Regions from separate parts of the Drosophila melanogaster genome. Here region 2 is linked to region 1. Evidence: chromatin contacts called from public Hi-C data. All regions are on one chromosome and are shown on one strand. The core of a region is the stretch at or near the end of the contact, and the rest is flanking DNA. Distances in the headings are between cores, read along the strand shown.

Region 1 (5,228 bases), core at 1,564-4,063:
GTGAATGCACCTCAGTTTAAATCAATTGTGTGTCCATCAATCAAAAAACCATCAAAATATTTGATAAAAAGGAACACTTAATTTATTCACAATTTATTCGCAAGAATATTTACTCAAAACGTTATCATAAATATTTTATATTACTTGGAAATAAGTCAAAAATTTTATTTCTTTTTCATTATTTTAACTACTGTACGTCGATTATTGAATGCAAATAATATTTCAAAATGTATACATTCATATGAACAGATTTGAATAAAGAAATAAAAAATCTTACAATAGAGCGAATGACTTTTGAAATCTTAGAATAATTACTCTTCATCTTAAAAATTGTGCAAAAATATAATATCAACTGTATGTTGTTTGATAAGATATTAAATATATCCATTTAGCAGTAATTCAATGACTAAGTACTTTGTGAAAGATTAATGAATGTGTGAAGTATTTGTTTTGTGATCATGGTATTCAAGACTACTTGGAATATTTGTAGACTGCGTATCCAATCTGTGAATCGAATATAATTTGCAAACAAACTAAATTCTGTTCGCTTGAAGCCAGAGCGAAAGTCATTGGCCACAGAAATTTCCAGGGAAATGTTTACGTCGAGGGCAGAGATGGATCCAACCAAATGGCTGCCTGATTTAATTTAAGCGCAGCCGTGACAGGCAGAATAAAAAAAAACATTCTGTGAGCGTTAAAGGGGGAACCAAATTGTGGGCGACCCAATTCGAGGGCAGATTATAGAGTTTGCGGAGACATTCTTTTGCCGGCGCATTACCCATTACCCACAATATGCCACTTAATGCCGTGTCAAATGTCAATTGCTCTCAGGGCCAAAACTGTTCGAGATTTGTGTGCCAAAGATGAGCCCTGCGGCGGCTTGAACCCAAAGGTGGCAAAGTCAGCCAAGTGTGGAGCGAACGGAGAAGATCGGTGGAAGAAGATGTGGATCTTGGTTGCCCAAGTCCCGCGGTGTTGCCCCACTTTGGTTGCACATTGTTCTCTTGCGATGCAGTATCTTTCGCAAAAAAGGGGGAAAAAAATAATAAAAGCCAAAGACTCAGATCGTGGCCTTTGCACATTTCCAATGGCGGCAAAGAACCCAGTTCGATGCGGATTTATTGGCAGACAATCTCTGCGACTCAACAATTTCAGTTTAAGGTTTATCAATTGAGGTCAATACTCGGCGGGCTTTTGGACTTTCTTTCCGGGGGAACTTTTCGCTCTTTCAGCGCCTTCGCTACCATAAACATTTCGGTCAACTTTATTTGCAGTTTCGTTTAGCGGGCGAAAAGTTTCTCCAAGAACAAACAGGGCTCGGTGCCTCGTTGGGCTTGAAAATGTCATAAAAAACACTGAACCCGGTATTAGCCAACTTTTATGTGGTGTCAGTGGGCCCAGCGGAACCCGTGAGTGAAAAAAATATTGAAACTGTTTAAGCATTTTTAAGTTGTTTAACATGTAAACCTCGTCGGTATGTTTGCTTTGTTAAGTAGTTGTAAATGAGCAAATCTACTGGGAAATGTTGGGGACTCAACAGCTGGGCTAACTACGTTTACTTATAGTTCACCTGGAGTTATCTGAGGACTCGTGTGTGGAATCCGAGGAGTCATCGAATTCGGCAACCTCTTCAGAACTTGAACTGGAATTCAACATTTCGTTTATTGGGACAGATTTAAAAGGTCGGGCGGATGGGAAAAATCTACTAGGGTTAGTTCTATGGGACTTAAGCACTTAATATTAACGATTATTTGGAAACTTTACCAATTGGTCTTCAAAAATATATTTGAAAGCGTTATTGTAAAACTTCAATAATGGCAAAATACTTGTTTTTTAACTCGTGGCTTACATTAATATTGTTATAAACATTGTTATGGATGGTATCAAACGTTTCAATTTAGATCTAATTTTGTATTTCTTTCAAAGTGTTTTTTTTTTTTTAATTTTTTTCCGTTTTTAGTTATTTGGGATGCGCTTGTTAGGTAAAATTTTGTTCCAATGATTCTATGAAATTGTATATGTTTAATTAGAGAAGTATTTCAATTTTGTGGGTCCCAGGCATTCCTGGCATTTCAATTGTGTTCCGATAACATAAAACATTTAGTTCATGCCTTATCAGAAGATGTCGATGTACATATGTTAACCATTTAGCCCGCAACGCAAACAACTCAAACTACGTGAAATGTGCATGAAACGAACGCTACTACACAGCACGAAAAACTTGTCGGATTGATACTCACTCGCCGTAGAATGGAACCGCCTGGATCTGGATTGATCCCAGGAGGAGCAGGCAGGCCCACAGCCGTAGCATGTTTGGTATCACAATTTTAATCTGGAGCCTCGGTTGGGAGCTAAGTAAATGAACGAGACAAGCTGAAAGTTGCTGTAATCAAGGGAATGGCTGAAGCTGGCTGAATGGCTGGTTGGATTCGAGAAATTTCACCGCGATGGATGGAAAAACAGCTGAGAAACCGAAGAAATACAGGTTTTCCACGCAGCGCTGCACTCGCGTATGTAGGTGACTGATTTTGGGAGTGAGAGCGACGGTCGACGAAGAAAATTTTCCACTGTCTTCACGCATTAATTGTAAATATGCTACGGATAGACGACATATACCGCCTGTCACTCACTTGTAATTATTGTCAATTGTCTTGTTTTTACAAAAATTGGCACACACTCAATTATCAAATGTCTCTGGCTCCTTTTACTGCAGTTAATCGTAAAAAAGGGGCACTTGTGGCACTCACGAAAGTTGTTATATGTTGCTTGATCCGACGATGTTGCCGCTTCAAGTCGCAGTTTAAAACTAACTGCCCAAGAACGTCGAGCATCTGGTATTTATAAGCTGCTCTGCCGCAGTCGCCGTCGATTCCTCTGCCGCGATATCAACGCATGTAGTGATCATGGGAGCTTTGGGAGAACAGAGAGAACTTTTGGGGACGCTGTGAAATCGGTAATAGCTCTATATATGTATGTATGTGTGTATTTACATATGTATATGCAAATAGTGCGGGTGGCAGGAGGTTCGTACAAATTGTGAAAGTGCCAGCTATTAACACTTCATAGAGAAGCGAGCGAAACGAAGCACTTTTATTAATCATAGTACATTTCACTCAAAATACTGTAGAATTTGGGATACAAAACCCAAACTAAAACGGTGTAGAATCTGAAGAATATATCCTATAATATAGGACTCATATCATTTCAGACTTTGGCTTGGCGAGCATTTCAAACTACTTATTCATTTCGAGTATTTTCAATTTCCTAGAATCATTTTCTGTTTAAACTGCACCTAGAGCGTTTCTGGCAATGTCCTACCTGTATTTGCTAGCCAGGTGTAGTGCGCACTTGGAATTTCCGATATTCCCGTAACCTCTAACACCCATCAATCACTGTGGTGTCTGGTCGGTTCCGCCTTATTAGGAGTCTCCTCATATTTTGAAACTGTTCCGATCGGTTTTTATTGTTTTGTATAAACAAGATGTCAGCTTGTAGCTACATGTGTAGATGAAATTGAATTTCTTGGAACTGTTAGAAGACTTTATAATGTGTTCTTATATTTGATTGCTCATTGTTTTGATTTTAGTCAATATTAGATGCCCGTTTTTTACTTATTACCAAAGTCAAGCAAAGTATGTTGTTATTGAAAAACCATGAAAAATCGTAATCATCCGTTTCTGAAATAAATATTTATTCATTATTTACAATATTTATTTGTGCTATTAATGTAGGTGTATATATATTTTGTATACGTAGATGTACCACAACTGAAATGTATCTTTAAGTATATTCGTTTTAAATATATTTGTTTTAAATAAATAATTACTTTCCCACTTTTCTGTTTATCTTGTGCATTTGAACTTCTTCTAGTTTAATTTTCATCATAATTTTGATTAAAAGTTTACACTTAGATATGCAAATAGTACAATTGAATCCACACACTCATCGAAGCATCTCATTCAATTTCAAATAAATTCCCAATAAATTATTCGCAAGTCTCGTTATACATTAAGCTGAAATTTTGTGTCGACAAACAGAGCAAATTCTTAGCCGTGTGTTTTTTGTGTGTCCGTGTTTGAAATAATCTCCAGCCCAGTGATTATTTAAAACACTCATGTGATCCATTTTCTGTTTCCAAATCTGCTCTCCCGGTCCCCTGTGTCCATCTACTTTCGCATTTCCTAGTTTTGTAGCTCTAAGAGGAACTTCCATCAAGATCTATCAAATCGCTCAACATCGCCTACTCGAAAAGTGCTGTGTCGATGAAAGGAAGAGAATAATCAAAATCTATAATTAATTGGGTATAAAATTGGGTTTCCCCCCATTGGCGAGCAATAAATAATAAATGTATTAATTTAAAACTTTATTCAGCTTCCTTAATAATAGGTTGCCACCTTAAGCTTGAAATACAACAGCTTTTTAACCAAATACATTTTGGTTAAATGAATTTGTGAATATGTACCTGGCCGTTTGCCTCGCATTCCCAGGAATCCGTTGGGCGCTCGCTTTTCTCCCCACAGGTAGAGCCATGGATGCACCAGAGCTTGCTCATGATCGTCACCAATCCCGACTCCGTTGCCCTCCAGATCGCTCTTCTTGCCACGCACCGCCACAAATTTGCTGTTGAAGTCGGCGAAGCGCTGCTGTTTTCCTCTCAAGTCATAGGACTTTTTAAAAAAAGTGTGCCAGAACTGGGGTCGATTAGATCTTCACATATGTATAGATATGCAATTCAATGGTTTCTTTTATGTATTATTCAAAAAAAGACTAACACTCTGATTTGCAATGGGGTTTTAGTGTTTTAATAAGCGCATCAAGAGAAACCACTGTACTTGCCACCAACAACTAACTGCAAGGTAAGTCGACTTACATCGGAGAGAGCTGCACGCTTGTAGTGCTGGTGGGAGACGTCCTTCTTGCCGCGCATCCCCACAAAGGAATTGACCGGCGCCCGCTTTTGTTGCAGCTCCGTGGCCTCGTCCGCCTCCGCGTCATCGTCCCCGGCCAGCAGGGCGGGTCGCTTACCTCGCATGCCCGTGAACCCGGTGGGCGCTCTCTTGCCCACCGCGGAGCCATCACGCCCAGCCACGCGATCGAAGAAGTCCTGCAGCAGGCTATCCCGCAGGCGCTCCTCCTCCAGGCTCTGCAGGACATCGGACAGGCGGTTGTTGATTGGGATGAATTTCTTGCCACGCAGGCCAACAAAGGCCAGCGGTGCCTTCTTCAGT
Region 2 (5,591 bases), core at 2,510-5,009, 3.7 Mb after region 1:
TCGTCCTTGGAGCCTTGCCACCACCCACACTTCGTGCCTCGTTTTGTTTGCGTATTTTTCCCCATTTTGTCGCTGGAGCCTGCCGTTTCCCATTGTCGATTGTTTTTGCCTGTTGATGTTTTTGCATGACAAACAAAAATTATAATTGCACTTGAAATTGGCACATTGGGGCGGTGGATGGGTGCGTTTGTGTTATCTCACACGGGAATTGTGCGAAATCATTCGAGAGATTATTTCAGAGTTTCATTTCCCCACATGCTTCATGCCACAAACGGAATGTGTAGAACCTTGAACTACATAGATTGGGAAAACTCTCTACGAAGGTCAGAAAGTTTGTGAGTGATAACGATAAGATATAAGAACTGTCTGTTTTCTTAAGATACGGATACGGATGCAAATAAAATGCAGCCTTTTATCTTAAGGTTGCATTTTCAATGATGAACATATCATTGAGATATTTAGATAATACCCATCGGCATCGGTAAGGGTTCACCATTTTTTGCAATTAATGTCTTTAAACTGTTTTATTTTCGCAAAACTATATTGTCTTCTCAAAATGTGGAAAAATAATATTTTCCTTAGACCTAATGAAGTTGCAGCAATAAATGTCAAATGTGGAGGGCACATGAACAGCTGGTAAAGTAAGCAAAATTTCAATTGAAAAGGGGAGAGGATGGCTTGCAGGATGTCCAGCTCAATCTCATACAATCATTAACAGGACCTCTTTTCAGGGGCGGGGAATCGGGCTCAAACCCAATCTAAACGTATTTATGCAGATGGTTTTGAGCGTTTCGAAATGTTTTTTGGCTGGCTCACTTTTTCCGCACACAGATTTCAAAATTCACGTGCGTGTGTAGGTGTTTTTGTGTTGGGTTTTTGCGAACACATTTTTCTCCTCTTGCCGTTTTTGGACCGTATCACTTTGACAAACATGCAGATTATCCCGGAATTATTAATTATTGTATCTGCAAACAAGCCTCGCCGTCAGCTGTCTTGTCGTGTGTTCATGGGAGAGTATGCCGATATACATACATACATAAAAGAGCATTTTGTATTATGAATTTTTGGCAACCGGCAAACAGGATGGCTAATTGGTAGACCACGTGAGATTTGTTATCCAAATTTTACATAGCAACGTTGAAGAGTTTTAGTGCTTATTGGCATTCAATTAAACTTCAGAAGGCCTATATGGCACGGCTTATAAAAGAATATGTGCATTTTTCAATTAAAATTTATCTTTTTCTAAACATTTCCAATTTAAAGATGAAATACAAAATTTCTGATCCCATGTATATTTATATGTATGTATTTTATAACTTTTGTGTGCTAGCAAATACTTGCGAAACTATTGTACCCACTAGCTACTTTTCAGCACTCGCATTTTCATCCGAAAGATAAATCTAAGCTTAAAAGATTCTTTTGCAAAATGTTTGTTTTGGCTGGAGCTAAAGCTATGTTATATGAATGTTGTATGAACACATTTGATACACTTTTAAGTCGCTATACTTTGGTATCTCTGGGTTTGGCAATTTCTCCAGAGTGCTGGCAGCCTTAAGATACTTTTCAGTTTGCATCTTTTCTGCGGTTTTGCTCGAAAAGTTCTTCGAGTTTTCAGAATGTGCGTGTGGTCGCCATTTCCCAGCAATACCCCGCAGTTTTCCCCCCTCCGTTGGGTCAATCACTTAATGCGCCTTTAATTTGCATGGCCTTTTCTGCTTTTGGCCCCCAAGTTGCAGGGAATGAGCCGCTAATGTGTTTCGGTTTGGTCCCCGGGTAACAGGCAAAGGCAAACATATCACTTGACACGCCTAATGAGTCTGGGAGGGGTGGACTTTCCGGGGGGTTGGGATTTTCCGAGGAGCGAAGCATGGATATTACCGTTAGCGACTTTGACTAAGTTGCGGCCAAAAGCATTTGTCGCTGCTGCTGTCGACAAATAACTATTTATAAAGAATTTCCCTCCGTTCTGTAAACAACTTGTAAGTGCACAGAAACAAAAAGTAGTTATAATATTTTTGATTATATTTGATGATATTTATTGTAAAGAAATAAATAAATAAATTTTAATTTTTGTTACATTTGGTAAATAAAAGATATATATAGAACTATATTAGGCCCTTAGATATATTACATCAAAATTCCTTTAAGTGTAGCCCATTCAAAAGATAGGCTTCCTCATTTTCCACTCTCCACCTAATTTTTTCATCTGCTTTCAGCAACTGGCACAATGGAATTGCATTGAAAACAAACGGTTAAGAATGTTTATAAACAAAACACAGAAGGAATGCGGTGGGTGGATGGTGGAAAAGTGGGCGGGGCTGGGGCCAAAGTGGCGCAGAAGGTGAAAGTATAACGATAAACGTAAACAGTAAGTGGAGGTGCGAAAAAAATGCGTAAACACAAATCGCATTGCAACAAAAAAAGAGTGTGCACCAATCAGCAACATGTTGCTAAGACACCAGCAACTTCTACGGCAATTGAGCGAGAGAGAGAGAGAGTGAGCGCGAGAGAGACCGAGTTCATTTTCGAAGTTCAACTTCGAAAGAGAGTACTTCTTGGGTGATATGAGAAATAACATTGAATTTTCATGCCGGCTGGTGTTGTTGTTATTGCACTTTTACATGCAGCTGAAAAACAGCAACAAAGAAGAAAAAACCAGGAAAATGCTGAAATCGCTGCCTCCCCCTGTTTTCGCCACCACTCCCATCAGACATTGACCTTGATAGTGGTCGTTGTTTTTGTTGCTCTTCTTCACTTGATTGAACGACAAAAAGTTGTTATTTTTGCTTACCGGTAAAAAAAATGGTAATCGATATGATGAAGTATAATTTAGTTTTATTGGGACATTTTCGAATGATACATTTTTAATGGACAGGTGCAGAAATTGATACACTTAGATGAGTAATTTAATGAGCTTATTATTTAAAAAACTAATTGCTAAATCTGTTTTCAAAAATCAGTCATACTTATTATCGCTCGACTGTCTTTAAATCTGCTTTAAGTTTTTATGTGTTTAATAAAAAAAGAAATTAATCCCCAAGCTTAAGCAACATGAGAAATGTTGAGTTACCATTTCAACATTATGTGTTCATATTTTTACAATGGGCTTGGCTTTTCTCAAATATGATTATGATGTTTATCATGTTATTGACTGTCACAATATCACAGCCAAGGAACTACCTATGTTTTCCTGAAACTTTCCATAAATCGTCTTAATGGGCTCGGTAGATAAATAAAACGAGAACAAATAGCAAATACATACAAGTTTTTGGGTGACACTCAAATATAATTGGAATTGATTAGGAATTAAAATAATACTTTTCAACGGTTGCTAAACTACATGATTGTACATCTTTTGGGATATGTACATAAGAGTTCAACGGCATACGATTTTAAATGCAAGGTAAACAAATCGTAAACATTCTTTGGTTGGAAAAGACAGAGCTAGGTGTGCACTTTTAAATAAAAATGTGCCAAGCAATATTTAAAGTAAATTTTTTTATGATTTTATTTGTACTTTCGCCAGCAACATGGACAATTTTCCAGCGCCAGCGAATGTCAACTGCAACGAAAATGTGCGAAAATGCCGATTAGAACGAGCCCGAATGAGTTCATCCTCTCTCTCGGGAAGTTCATTTCCCCGAACTCTCTCTCTGGATTCGGCAGCGGCAACCGATGTCGATGTTGCTGTCGTGTTGTTGCCGCTGCACATGTTGCAGATGTAGCTGCCGTCGTCAGTCGCTCGAAACGAATTTGGAATTCAGTTTTTGACTCGACGTCGCAGGAAACGGACGTGAGTGTCTCGCATGTTGCCACAATAATCGAAAAGAAAACTCTGAACGGAATACGAGACTTTTTTCAAGATATGTGAATCACTAGTGGATTACTGAAAACGAAAATAAATACCAACGAAAATATTTACCACAAATCCCAAGCAAACGATACGCGCGTCGTGCAAACTAATAATAATAAATCAAATACCACAAATATTCTGTGTTGAGTGATACTCGAAAAGTTGTCAAAAATCAAAGCGAAATTCGCAAGCAATACATTGGATTAACAATTGGCTCGAAACCGATTTGATTAGCTAGCAAAAGACAAGCAGAAACAGTTTATCAAACCACTTGACAAATATCCGTTGGACTATAAAAGCAGAAAAGCGGGTAAGTGGGCAGGGAAATGGAAAATGAAAAATCAAACCTGGATATGCCGCTGAGAAATTGAAAACTTTTACGCACCGGATTAGTTGGCGATTTTGGGTTGAGCTTCTGTAGGCGAGTGACAATCTTCTTAGCAAAGATCAACGGAATTTCCCTTTGATTTGGGAATTACAACATTAAAGTATGTTTTAAAGTTGAGTTTTCTAATCTTCAGAGTGCAGTGCTTACTAATTGAAACGAACTGAAAAAAGGCATTCCAGCGGAGTGAGGCCGTAAAAAACGAGATTTATAGGAGGAAGTTGGGGAATTATTCAAATAAGCAAGTGAAGGATTATATCCGATTCCAAACAAAATTCCCCGAAAGTGTGCGTTGTGTCTATCGAACAGATATGTTTATCCATATAAAGTTACGCCCGAGTGATGAGTGATTTTTGTGGAAACAGCAGATAGCTGTGCAGCTATCTGCTATCAAGCCATAAAGCACAGAACTCTTGTGGCGACCCATGCGGCTCCATCAGAATGTAAACAAATCATCTCTGGGTTTCGCTGGAGCTGCGGCTTCTTCCCTTCTTCAAAGCGTAGAAACCGCCAAAGAGACGAGAAAATAAAGAGAAGAAAAGACTGCGAGGGACCTTTAATTATAACCAAATACTAGTTGAGGCGACACCTTTGTTTACCTGCATTTTCGAGCGCTGTGTTTTTCCATTCTGTAAATTTGTTTAAATTATTAGCAAACGCGCAACAAGTGCAGCCAGTCGAAGTTCATTATTTTCCCCAATTCTTTGGCGTGTAAATCCTTTGGTAAATAAGTAAAGTATACCCCGCCTGTCGTCGGCGCAACTCATAAATTCACGCAAAATAAAATTTATGCTTATGGCTGGAGCTGGGGAAGTCGGACAAGAAGATGTACGAAGGATCGCGATAAGATCTGGTCTTAAATGAGTTGTTAAACGGGAATCGTGGTCGCCATGGATATAAATAATAATAACAACTCAATCTGGAGTGGCGTGGGTAGCTCGAAAAGTCCTCGGACAAGTGAACTGTTGCTTGCGGTCACAATGATTCTGGGTACTGGATTTTGAATCGATTTGAATCGTGTGAATGGGAAGCATTCTACCTGTTTGGCAAAATGAATTTTAATTCGGAATTGAGTCGTACACATGTCGGCCCTTTTTCACAGGATTTCCGCTTGCTGTTTAGCCTTTTTTTTCGAATGAAATCCCTCGGCTAATTAGTATGCCAAGCGTGTGCCCCTGAAATTTATAAGCCAACTGACTTTTCTCTGTAGTTGAAACATAAATTTCAGTAAAAGTGTCGTCTGTGCACTAGAGCACAGCAAGAAGTATAGGCCTTTTTATAAACTTGATGTGCCAGTGATGAATATTTGAGTGCAGACGATGACTAAAAATATCTTATTTGCTTTCTGCGGCA

Evidence for each region. A called contact is a pair of places that touch in the nucleus more often than the background predicts.
Region 2: a Hi-C map of the Kc167 cell line shows a contact between it and region 1, with 3 times the contacts expected there. A contact is called at or near these places in 2 of 107 Hi-C or Micro-C datasets (the Kc167 cell line and cellular blastoderm embryo).

What each region holds. Positions count from the first base shown.
Region 1 is chr3R:11,990,502-11,995,729 of dm6, forward strand. It overlaps mfas (midline fasciclin), which reads right to left and starts at 2,814. Exons shown (of 10, transcript NM_176478.1): 1 at 2,748-2,814; 2 at 2,241-2,351; 3 at 1,571-1,642. The coding sequence starts at 2,311. It overlaps Tk (Tachykinin), which reads right to left. Exons shown (of 4, transcript NM_001275564.2): 2 at 4,871-5,228; 3 at 4,463-4,691; 4 at 3,674-4,254. The coding sequence ends at 4,241.
Region 2 is chr3R:15,662,424-15,668,014 of dm6, forward strand. pxb (pxb,) reads left to right here and starts at 3,760. Exons shown (of 5, transcript NM_001275680.1): 1 at 3,760-4,163. It overlaps lncRNA:CR43849 (long non-coding RNA:CR43849), which reads left to right and starts at 5,555. Exons shown (of 2, transcript NR_074016.1): 1 at 5,555-5,591.